Linked DNA regions of Gossypium hirsutum: all the other regions are linked to region 1. Evidence: chromatin contacts called from public Hi-C data. All regions are on one chromosome and are shown on one strand. The core of a region is the stretch at or near the end of the contact, and the rest is flanking DNA. Distances in the headings are between cores, read along the strand shown.

Region 1 (4,066 bases), core at 812-3,311:
ACTGATTGATGAAAGCATGAGGAAACTTCAAATGTTTCATTTACAAAAATCTAAAATTGAACAAATATACATGTCCTCTTATCACGACCGTGTACACGCGTATGGTTGAGACTGAATTACAGTGAGATCCTGACACTAATATGCGCATGTTTTAGAGCCACACATTATTCTACAATGATACACACACAATATATATATAAATATATATGCATAAATTATTTCAATGAAGGCAGGTGTGCATCATATGGGAAAGATATTTTAAAACTTTAATGGGGCCAACAAATACCACAATAGCATTTGAAAGTTCTTGATATGTTTCATCAAGCTTCACAGTCATTTTAGCAATTTTATGAGAAAGAACTTTTTGCCAGATGGTCCAATCTGCATTTCTCCAAAGGGTCTTTGGAACTTCACTAAAACCAAAACCAAGAACAAATGCACCTATAACAAGCCCAAAAGTATTCGACAAAGCCATTGCTAAACCAAGGATCCCAACACTCCCGTCAACATAAACTTATCAAGTAACAGAAAATAAGAATGTGTCAGTTGACAAGAAAGGGAAAGTTTCTAATGCCCACTTTTCTATACTTTATATAATCTATCACTTCAAAAACATCTGCATGCAACATATCTGATCTAGAAAAGAAATTTCAGCAAATAGAATATGAACAGGGATGAAAAGAAATCCAAAGTCTTAAGAGAAGATATAAAAACATGATACAATTTCAAATGTAATTCAAACCTTAAGAAGCATCCAAGAACATATCAGAAGGACTATAATAAAACGAAGAAAAGTAACAATAAGTAAAGAAAGACAAGCGAACCAGTTCCTATTCATCAAGATGAGGAGAATAAGTCCTACAAGGCCAATAGAACACACGACTGAATAGAAGACTAAATTGACACGCACACTAGTCTTCAATCTTTCAGTCACAGAGAAGTCTCCAGCATCTTCAAAACCCTGAATAAGGGGCACCACAACCTTGCTTAAAGATAACATAATTTAATTATATGAGGAAATGCACCACAATCTGCAAAACCATATAGAAGAGTCATCTCTATTCGCAACAAAATAATCCCACAACTTAACATAAATGAAAATACAACAAATGGATAAGTACAACCACCAGTAATTGTCATTTCAAGCCCACATGAAAAAGTTGTAATAAATCACAACAATATGAATACAGTGCACCACCTTTGAATTATTTTAACCTTAGCTTATAAAGTAGAATCTAAAAACTTGAAAACCTATATCCATCCCGAAAGAATTAAGAAAGTTCATTTACAGGAACTACAATCAATTGTGCCACTAAAGAAAATTGATCTAGAATACTCTAAATGGCATATCCCCGTGAATTTTAGTTCAACAAAAAAGGCATCCATCAATAGAGAAACCAAATAAACTAGTGCGAAATTAAATGAAGAATGAAACGTACCATGTAAGGAGAAAAGTACCCCAATAAGACCAACTCTAAAAAAACGAGATTCCTCCATTTTCAATATCATTATCTGGGTTCGATATCGTCTGCACTAATTTAACATTATTATTTTTAATTTGTCTAGCCTAACTTATTACAATATTAAAAAAGAAAGAAAGATAGATCCAACAAATAAAGTACATTTCCGAACGGAATTAAAAAGAACAAAGAATTACCGTTCAGATATCCGCGGGGACGAGGATGATAATGGAAAGAGAACAGAACCAAGCGTATTCGACGGTGAAGAGGACGTAACGAGGGACATCCGGGCCAACGAAGTACCTCAAGGTGAAAATAACCATCCCTAAGGTTAAAGGCAGCGAGATCAAGTAAAATACCCACATATCCCCTTGCCTTTTCCTCTTCCACGGATTTTCTTCTATTGAAATCATAACCAGTCATGGTGGTTGCTTCTTTCTATCGATCACGGTCGATCGCGGTGGTTGCTTTGTATTGTGCTCAACGCTTCGTGCGGGATTACGTGCGGTGTGGGGCAAGGCGTTTTGGGACTAACGTTGCTTTAGGCTTGGGAGATTTAATTAACCTTTAGATGGGCTGATTTTCGTGATTGGGGAAAATTTTGGGCTTTATAAATGAAAAGGAAAAATGAGAACAAGACATGATCCGATAGAGATTTAAAAATCCGATAAGGGATAGAATCAAAGATGTTTCATATTTTTAAACTGTTGCCAATTGATGTTATTATTTTATTTTTAAAAAACTTATACTTTTGCCGGTAAGTTTTAGCTCAATTGGCATGGGTATTATTCTTAATGCAGGAGGACGTGGGTTTTAATAGGTTGAAACGCATTATTCTCTTATTTATGGGTTGAGGAGGGGCTAGCATATATGATCAGAACTTGTAATATAATTGTTCAAAAAAAATTATCCTTTTACGTGGTTTTTTATATTATTTTTTATAATATATGTAGTTAGGTTTTCAGAATACTATCTCGATATTTATAGGTATGGAGTTTGTTGAGATTTTTCTACTCGATCAAGTTTTTCACATCCTATTAAAATCAATGTAATTATTTTGAAATGATCGCAATACCTCAACACCTATGAATGTCGAGATCCTTATACAATATATAAACAATTATATTTATTAACAGTAATAATGAATTGCAATGAATATTAATATACATCAACATACCTCTTCATCGACTTGTTGATTGATTTCTCATCACATCCAAATAAAGTCCTTTCAATAATGTGTATGACCCAAACAACCCCTAAGTTTGTTTAAATATTTAATGCAATAGGTGATTATGAATATTGATAATTGAATACACCTTAAGATATTGTACATAATTATACTTTTACCTTCTATTTAGAGGGAACTCTCATGATTAGGTAGAGATGGGCCCTAACCATGTTATCTTTATCCATGCCCATGTTTGCTGAAGCAGCCAACAACCATTTATCTCATCAATCAATTCTCAAGTTGTCTTATGGAGCACCCGATACAAATACATCAAATTCGCTAAACCCAATTGAATCGATTGATCATCCAAGAAAACTCTAGTGAGGAAGATACATGGACCTTATTGCTAGCCTTGTTTGGCAACAAAATTCCTCTTAACATCCAAAACATCTAAGCTTTTATAGATTGATTCATCTCCTCCACAGTTGCAAATTGTGAAGGGGATAGTTTGATAAACCTCTCAAATCATGTGCATTTCACACAATTGTCATCTAATTCTTCTTGTCCTTATCCTTAAACGGGATGACACCCAACAAATGATGGTACTTGTGCTCCACGTTGATGCTACTAGCTTCGATTAAGCGACATCCTCTAGTATTATAGTCACTTCCCCACGTGAAACTGTAATGAATGTGTTTTCGCCATCCGTTTTTCTAACAAGACGACAAGTGACTTCAGTAATTTTATACTATGTTGAGCATGAACAACTTGGTCGTGTCACTGTTTAGAATTTTACAAAAAAAAATTGTTAATATTTAATTTCACAAAATCTTGAAAACATTTCTACAAAAAAAAATAATTTACTTGCCAATTTTACCATATTGGCGGCATCTTTTGCTATATGTTTTATTTTAAACCTTAAATCAACCATTTCTTTCCTAAAAAAAGAAAAAAAATTTAAGGGTTTGAGAGGATTTTGGTTGAAAAAAAGAAAAGAGAGGAAATAATTGAGTATTTATAGAGTGAAAGTCGACTCTCATGATTGTCAACTTTCACTTATTAAATAGGTTCGTTGAGACAACGGGTAAATAAATTCTCTAGTTAAATTTCGCAACCCTAAACTCGACATCTAAGAGAGTTGAGATACTATTGGATGCACATTATAGTACTTTCCTCATTGCATGCAAGCTCGGACTCTTATGATAATTTGATAATCTCCTGAATTTGACATTCATGGATGTAGAGGTATTTTTTTAAAAAAATGTATTATAATAAATAACTTTTGAATATAATTATTTAGATAAATAATAAAATAATTTTATATTTAAGTAAAAAACTGCTTTTATGTTATTCTCTCAATATTTGATTTAATGGTTGATTTAAATTTTTAAAAGAATAATAAAATTGAAATGTCTAATCTCCAAATAATAGCCTCTTT
Region 2 (4,066 bases), core at 875-3,374, 510 kb before region 1:
GTTTCTTAGCTCACTAAATTTGATTGTATCTTCTGCCAAATATTCATATTTATCGTACAGAGTTGTTGGCGTCAATTTTTTTTATTAGAAATAAAAATAAATAAATTTCTCCTTCGTACTTTGATTATATAATTTCTAACTCGAGTTAAAAAGATTGTTATTTCTTGAAATCATTTTCAATTCTATTATATTTTAAATATATGTCTATTACTATTGTTTTAGGTAAAAAGTCTCTGCAGTATTATAAATTTTGAGTTTTAATCTGTATACCTTAAAATTAAAAAGTTTAATTCTCCTTTTTTTAATTTAAAAATTGTTGCCTAATCATTATTGCTATTAGTAGTTTCCATTAAAATTTATATACTTATTTAAGTTTAGTTTAAGAATGCTTCTTAAAAATATTTTCGAAAAAAACTACCTTTAAGAAAAAGTTAAAATTTTCAACTTAAAAACAAATGCTTTTGGGGAAAAACTCAATTATGTGCCATATCTCACAAGAGCAACCTAACCAATATGCAAGAATGACAAATTTTGATGGACAACGACGATTAAACTGATATTTTTAAATAAAAAAAAGTAAAAAATTAATTTTAAATTTTTTAAATATAAAAATTAAATATCAAATTATATTAAAATATAAAGAGTAACAATATTGTTAATTATTTTTGTTCATTTATATTTTATCTACTTGAGGCCATATAAAATATACAAATCAATCAATCAATGAAATAAAAGTAATAAAATTTTCTGTACTGTTAAAATTAATAAAAATAAATATGTCAATAAAGTTTTTTCAATAATGATATATTTCTTCGTAACAAAAGAATATCTTTAGGCCCAGTGTTTTTGGTAAAAAGACTTATATGATATCTTTTTATTTTGATGTTGAGTAGATTCATTTTATTTTAAAAAAATTAAAGTAATTTAATTTGTATCTATTTTGAAAATAAATTACTATTGGTAATATGTTTTTTATTAATTGTACACAATATAATAATCAATTCAACTCTCAAAATTTATACATTTTATCAATTTAATTTTGATTTAAGAAATTTAGTTGTTGGGACTGGACTAATTGGTACATTGGTTTTAGAGAAAGGTTAAAGCGGTTGACTCACAAATCAATTAAATCGAAGTTTTTATTTTTTTTAAATTTATTTAATCAAATTAGACTAATCTATCAAATTAGAAATCGATTGTCTGACTGGTCTAACCATTGGTTCGGTTATAAAAATATTGTCTGCAGTATTACATGTTTTGTCAACATTTATGGAGAATCTATAAACATCAAAAGTTAAATTTGCTATTATACTAATTAAAATTATGTACCATTGACGAAAAAGTTTAAAGTTATGATTAATTGTCTTAGTTGCTCACTTTCAAAACCATTAAGAATTAAATTGGCTCAATTTTTTAAAAAGAGACCAATTTACTCAATAATTTATTTAATTAAACTGGACCAATTGGTTAAATTAAAAATTGATGATCTCATCGGGCTAAGCACCAATTTAGTTACAAAAATATTGCTTACAACATTCACATTTATCAATATTCACATAAAATATAGAAAACGTTGATGATTAAATTTATTATTATGACCATATAGTATTAAAGCCATAATTAATAAATTATTTCAATTTCTTAAAGAAAGATGAATTTATCTACCCGGTATCAAAATTTAGAAAGACTAAAAAGGTGTTTATGAATATTTTTTCTTTTAAAAATATTAAAATGACCAGCGATTCATCGCACCGACCAGGAGTAGTGAAGTCCATGATACGCTGACGCCAACCAAATCTTCTTAAGCCTAAAAAAAGATAAGAGGAAAAAAACACCAGCGCCAAGCCCTTATAAGCCGAGCCATTTCAATTATTTAAATATATATAAAACAATAATATCATTTTATTAAAAACAAGTTAACCCTTCTTGTTTTACCACCAAAAAGGGAAAAACAACAAAACAAAATAAAACGGTCGAAAACCGGCAATAACAAGTAAAAGCTAAAACTTGCATTTGGAATGCATTTTGGGTTCATTTGCATTTGCCAACGTTGCTTAACCCCAGTCAGATTCTAACCCAAATGTGACCCATCTTAGTTCCTTATTTAAAGTTGGAGAAACTGGTTAAAGCCAGCTCTCAGCTGGGTTCTTCTGGTTAAAGTCTGTAATTTAATTGAGTTTTGATCGAGTAATGGTGTGAAAGAAACGGAAATATTTCAAAGTTCTTCTCTTGTAGGGTTGGGTTTTTTCTTTTCCTTTTTTTTTCTTTTTGAGGCAGGGGTGTTCTTGTATGTATATATGTATGTATACATAGCTTGTGTTGCTGTGTCTTGTTTTCTTGCTTTGAATTTGCTTGTTTTCAATGGGAACTGAGAGTATGAAACAGGAAGAGAAGAAATCTGATGAGGCAGTTAAGAGAGGGCATTGGTTGTTATACAGTTGTAAACAAGATGATCTTGTTTCAGACAAGGGACTTACAATTTGTAATAACTTCTCTCGACCTTGAGCCACTTAAACAAAGATTTGACCAGAAGAAAGTCACTCACAACACACCAAAACTTAAAGGATTTTTAAGACTAGAAGAAGAAAGAGATCTCTACTTTTCAAAAGAGTGTTCATTTCACCAAGTTCATCAAACCATGAAGAGATCGCTTGGCTGCTCAGATTCCATGGCTGTTTTCATGTCCATCTGCCCAACCACAGGTCTAACAAAACAACCCCAATTTCAATTAATCTCATCTAGATTTAAATATATATTTTTTTGGTTGCAAAATACCTTGTTTTAGTGTCTCAATTGGCTATTTGTTTTGTTTGGTACAGATGAAGAAAGTCCAAGAAACAACCATATTTACAGTAAAGAGTTGCAGTCGATGTTAGATGGATTAGAGGAAGAAGGCTGTTTGGAAGAAGCAGGCCATGTTGCTGAGAAGAAGAGGCGTTTAAGCGTGGATCAAGTTAAGGCCTTGGAGAAGAATTTCGAGGTCGAAAACAAGCTTGAACCTGAGAGGAAAGTGAGACTAGCTCAAGAACTTGGCTTGCAACCTAGACAAGTTGCTGTCTGGTTCCAAAACCGCCGTGCCAGGTGGAAGACCAAGCAATTGGAAAGGGATTATGGCCTGCTTAAAACCAGTTATGAAACTCTTAAGCTCAACTTTGATACCCTCCAACATGGCAATGAAGCTCTTCTGAAAGAGGTAATATTATAACTGCTTGGTTAACGTGCCAATCACTTCACTTTCTTTAGCTTTTTATTCTTAAAATAGCCTAATGATTGCTGCCAGATAAGAGAGCTGAAAGCGAAGCTGAACGGAGAAAGCGTAGGGAGCAACCTTTCAGTGAAAGAGGAGGCGATTCTGCCTAAAACAATGGAACAAAGTGAACCACTTCCAGCTTCTTCTTTGACCACTTCATCCGAGCCAGTAGAACTGAACTACGAGTGCTTCAACAGCAGCAACAATAGAGTGGCTGACGCCATCCTTTTCCCAGAACTGAAAGATGGGTCATCAGATAGTGACTCAAGTGCTATCTTGAATGAAGACGACCACACCAACACCAACAATGGTGTTGTTTCGTCATCTGGGGTCCTACAAAGCCAACATCTTTTGATGTCACCAACGACAACCTCTTCATTCAATTTCGACTCATCTTCTTCGTCTTCACCATCCTCCATGAATTGTTTCCAGTTCTCAAAAACAACCTATCTTGTGAAGATGGAAGAGCACAATTTCTTTACTGCAGATGAAGCTTGCAATTTCTTCTCTGATGAGCAAGCTCCAAGTCTTCAATGGTGTTACCCGGAGCAATGGAACTAAAAGCAGAAGCCAAAATGAACATGTATGTAACAAAATGCTAAGAAATAAGCCAAAAAAGCAAAGTTGGGTATCTAAAATGAAGCTCCAAGAGTGTTGTAAAATGCGAATTACGTAACAAGTTAAACTACTAATACCGTGAAAGAAAGAGAAAAATGGGGATTTGGAGCTGAAGAAGAGGCACAGAGATGGGTTGATATGGCCGCCGAAAGAGGGCTTAAAGCATATGGCGACACCAGGCCAGGCGTGCGGGAATGA
Region 3 (4,066 bases), core at 947-3,446, 260 kb after region 1:
ATTAACTATATTATTATTTAAGCTCTTAATTGAATTGGTGTCATCTTCAACTAGGTCATTAAGATTCTAACTTGGTTATGGGAATTATGGAAATGTTATTCTGTAATTAAAATAAGTTATATTGTTCAGGAGTATTTTAATTTTTTTTAAATAAAAATATACATATTGTGAGATTTGAATTTAAAGCAATTGCACGAGTAAAACCTTTAATTTATCACTCAACTAAAGTTTCATTTTAATATTTTTATACATTTTAATTTTATTATGCATACTTTATTACTTACATCAACTATATATCTAAACTTATTATGTAAGCCATTGACTGGACACCAATTCAATTTGAAAAATTACGAAAATATCATTTCGTAATTAAACCAATTCAATTTTGACAAAAATCAATAAAAGTATGTATATGTAGTATTTAAATGGGCGCCAATTACATTAATAAAACCTTAAGTCTATCTTTTAACTAGAGCTTTATTTTAATATCTTTTATATACATTTTATTTTAATATGCATAATTTATTATTTCCATTAGTTCTTCTTCTTCTTCTTCTTCTTCTTCTTCTTCTCTTCTTCTTCTTCTTCTTCTTCTTCATGTAAAGATTTTTTTATTGAATTGGTGTCACCTATAATTGGGTCCAAACTCATATATTAAATTACCAAAAGATCATTATTTTAACAACACAATAAATATTAATTTAAGAGTTTCTGTCTTTTTATATAAATTTAAAAAAAAAATCATGCTTACAAAGGGGTTTGAATCAAGACTCCAAATATAATCTCACACTTTGACATTTCAACTAAAGTAACATTTAGTTTTTATATCAATTCCTAATAAATTTATCATATAATTATTTTTACCCACATTATAGATATACTATAATCTTATTAATAATGTCGTTTATTGAGTTGATGTAAGTCAACTTGATATCAAGACCAACTCAAGAAATATGACAATGCCATGATAAACAATTGGAGTGTATTCAATATTCTTATAAACAATTGGAGTGTATTCAATATTCTTAATATGATGTATTTACCTATTTAAATTTCTTTTTACTCATGATTTAAACTATATTTTTATTTTAATTTCCTACATATTGCATATGTGTTATTATTGGTTTCAATTTTTTTATTTCATTATTTATTTTATGTTATTTATAAACGCACACATGTGTTCTAAATACGTAGTTTCCACACGTTGGGGGCTGGCAGGGCCCTAGGCCCCCTAAACTGGAAAATTTTCCAAAGCCATTTATAATTTATAAACTTTTAAATTAGTAATAGTAAAATTACACTTTGGCCTCCCAAGAATGATAAAAATTTAATTTAATCCTTTAAAATTTATAAAGATATAGACTATTAAAATAATAAAATTACATTTTTATTATAGTAAAAATATATAATTTAATTCTGATACCAAAAATAATTTTGTGACTCCGCCACTGGATAGATATGGTTTTTGAAATCTAGTTTTTATGTGTCATTGTTTTGTGACGGTTTTTACAAACTTTTGTTGCTTTTATTTCGACAACCAAAACAAACAAACATAGAAACTGTAGAGAATAATGAAAAATAAAATAATTTTACAAGTTTTATCATAAATGAAAAGAGGAGGGTGACTAGATTAATAAAAGAGTAAGATGTTATTTGATAAATTATAAAATGAAGTATTAAAAAATCAAAGTGTTAAAATTTTAGCATTGAATTTTACAAATATTGAATTTATATTAAAAATGGTTTGATAAATTAATAAAAATAATTACAAAATATAATTATGTTGAATATTGATTTTTTAAAAAATAAATTATTTGAATTAATTGTAGTTCTACCTCCTCTAATTAAAGTTTTTGGTGATGTTATTGAAAGAATAATGTTAAAATATGTTTCAAATTTTTGTATTTTTGTACATTTAAAATTTAATTTTTTTTATATTTTTATTTTTAAAATTTTTCATATTTTAAAACTAAGGTGTAATTATTAATTATGACTAAATTTTTTATTAAATTTATTGATGTGACATTTTAAAATAAAAAACATTCACTTGCTCTTGATGAATAAATTCAAAATATAAAGAAATATTTTTATTGAAATAAAAATAATGAGAGTAAATTATAAATGTATAAAACTTCATACACTTGGATCATATTTTAATAATAAAAAAAGGGTGAAATTGGAAAGTGAGAAGCGGTCCAAAGATTTTCACAAAGGCGTCATCGTCATAGTTGGCGGTTTCTCGTGCCCTCTATTTATGGAAGGGATTAAACTCAACCTTTCCTTTCATTTTCTTCCGTCTCTTTGAATATTTCCATTTCCATCCAAATAATAATAACGATAATAAACATAATTTCAAATTTTCTTCATTGCAGAATCAGATCTGCAACTCTCTGTTTACAATTTTTTCTAAAAAAAAGTAGAGTGAAGAAATTTGAAAAAAAAATGGCGACAGTCTCTCCTTTGGCGAAATACAAGCTGGTATTCTTAGGCGATCAATCCGTCGGCAAAACCAGCATTATCACCCGCTTCATGTACGACAAATTCGACACCACTTACCAGGTAAACTTTTTCCACCATTTCCACCTATGTTTTTTTAGATTCGATGAACATTTCACCATTTCTTCAACTCCTCTGCTTCTTATATATTATTTGAATTTGATTTCCGTTTTTCGACTTATTCATCTCTCTGTTTGGAATCTTAATCTCCTACTTGACATCGTCTTTGCTTGTTTTGTTGATCTCGAGCAGAATGATCTTTGCTATACTGTTCGATTCTCCATGATAGCCTAACGCAGATCCTTTTTTTGTTTATTTAAATAATCAGTTTGGATTTTGTTTTTTTTGGGTACGATGATTATTTCTAGTAATTGAATTTGAACTTTACTTCTATCACATCGAGTGAATACTGGAATTGAGGGAATGTTTATATGTATATTTTTCTTGAATGATTGCTATATAAATGCAGGCCACCATTGGAATTGATTTTTTATCAAAAACAATGTATCTTGAAGATCGAACGGTTCGTTTGCAGCTTTGGTAATACAGTTTCTTCCTTTTTCATTGGATCTTGGATAACTATGTTCAACAGTTTCTTTATTAGTTCTAGTTCCATTGCTAGATTGTATGTTCAATACACATGCAATCAAGCATATATTTTGTGAACTTAAGGTGTTGATTGTTTAAATTTTAGACTACAAAAGCTTACTTTTGTTGTAAGGCAGTTTTAATTTGTTGTCGCTGAAGGAGCTTTAAATTTGTGGGTAATTGTCATTCCAATGAGAAAACAAGAAGCCGTATTTGCTTGATGAATCCCTAGCATTTCCTCTTCATGCGGTTGACAACTTTTAGAAACCGAAAGTAAATCATTTCTGCTACGCACTTCCATCCTCTTATAGTAAACTATCAAAAGCCATCCATGCCAAAGTGTGGTTTGGCAATTGAGAAAAGCATAACATGCAAATTAATCTAAATTTCTTGGTTTTCACGAGTTATATTCTCTTCAAATTTTCATTTGTCTCGTCTCCGTTTGAGTTTTTATCTTATAATTTCACAGGGATACTGCTGGGCAGGAGAGGTTTAGGAGTCTTATTCCGAGTTATATCAGAGATTCTTCTGTTGCAGTAATTGTCTATGATGTAGCTAGTGAGTATGAGCTTACCCGAGTGGCTTTTGTTTTCTTCCTTTTCATTAGATGAGAGACTATAATGGAAATCTTTTACTGGCTGTGATGTTGTCCCAACTTTTTATTTTTCTAAAATATTTTTGTTTGGTATATACTCTAAATATGGTAGGTATATATATGTATATATATATATTCAAAATGGATGTCTAACATGAACAGATAGATATGTCTATGGATCTAAAGATAGATATATTTGAAAGTAACTGTATACGACACGTCCATTTCCAATACCGGGAAAGGATTCTATGAAACAAGGCTGTCACGTCATCTGTATCTCTTTTTCAATAGTTTTATGCCATATTAACATTTTCATCTTGAATTTCAGCATTTTCATCCTGAAAAAAATTAAATCCAAATTAAAATCCTTAAATTCAGGATAAAATT

What was found. A called contact is a pair of places that touch in the nucleus more often than the background predicts.
Region 2: a contact with region 1 is called in a Hi-C map of leaf, with 2.6 times the contacts expected there. The contact joins the promoter of LOC107928647 here to the promoter of LOC107918118 in region 1. A contact is called at or near these places in 4 of 34 Hi-C or Micro-C datasets (hypocotyl, leaf and petal).
Region 3: a Hi-C map of hypocotyl shows a contact between it and region 1, with 4 times the contacts expected there. The contact joins the promoter of LOC107945394 here to the promoter of LOC107918118 in region 1. A contact is called at or near these places in 9 of 34 Hi-C or Micro-C datasets (hypocotyl, leaf and petal).

The regions. Positions count from the first base shown.
Region 1 is chrD12:22,226,651-22,230,716 of Gossypium_hirsutum_v2.1, reverse strand. It overlaps LOC107918118 (G-protein coupled receptor-associated protein LMBRD2B), which reads right to left and starts at 2,061. Exons shown (of 9, transcript XR_005922032.1): 1 at 1,658-2,061; 2 at 1,440-1,528; 3 at 825-1,031.
Region 2 is chrD12:22,736,716-22,740,781 of Gossypium_hirsutum_v2.1, reverse strand. It overlaps LOC107928647 (homeobox-leucine zipper protein ATHB-6), which reads left to right and starts at 2,124. Exons shown (of 3, transcript XM_016859903.2): 1 at 2,124-2,702; 2 at 2,820-3,193; 3 at 3,281-4,066. The coding sequence starts at 2,402. The coding sequence ends at 3,811.
Region 3 is chrD12:21,970,289-21,974,354 of Gossypium_hirsutum_v2.1, reverse strand. LOC107945394 (ras-related protein RABH1e) reads left to right here and starts at 2,196. Exons shown (of 6, transcript XM_016879377.2): 1 at 2,196-2,559; 2 at 2,966-3,036; 3 at 3,554-3,642. The coding sequence starts at 2,443.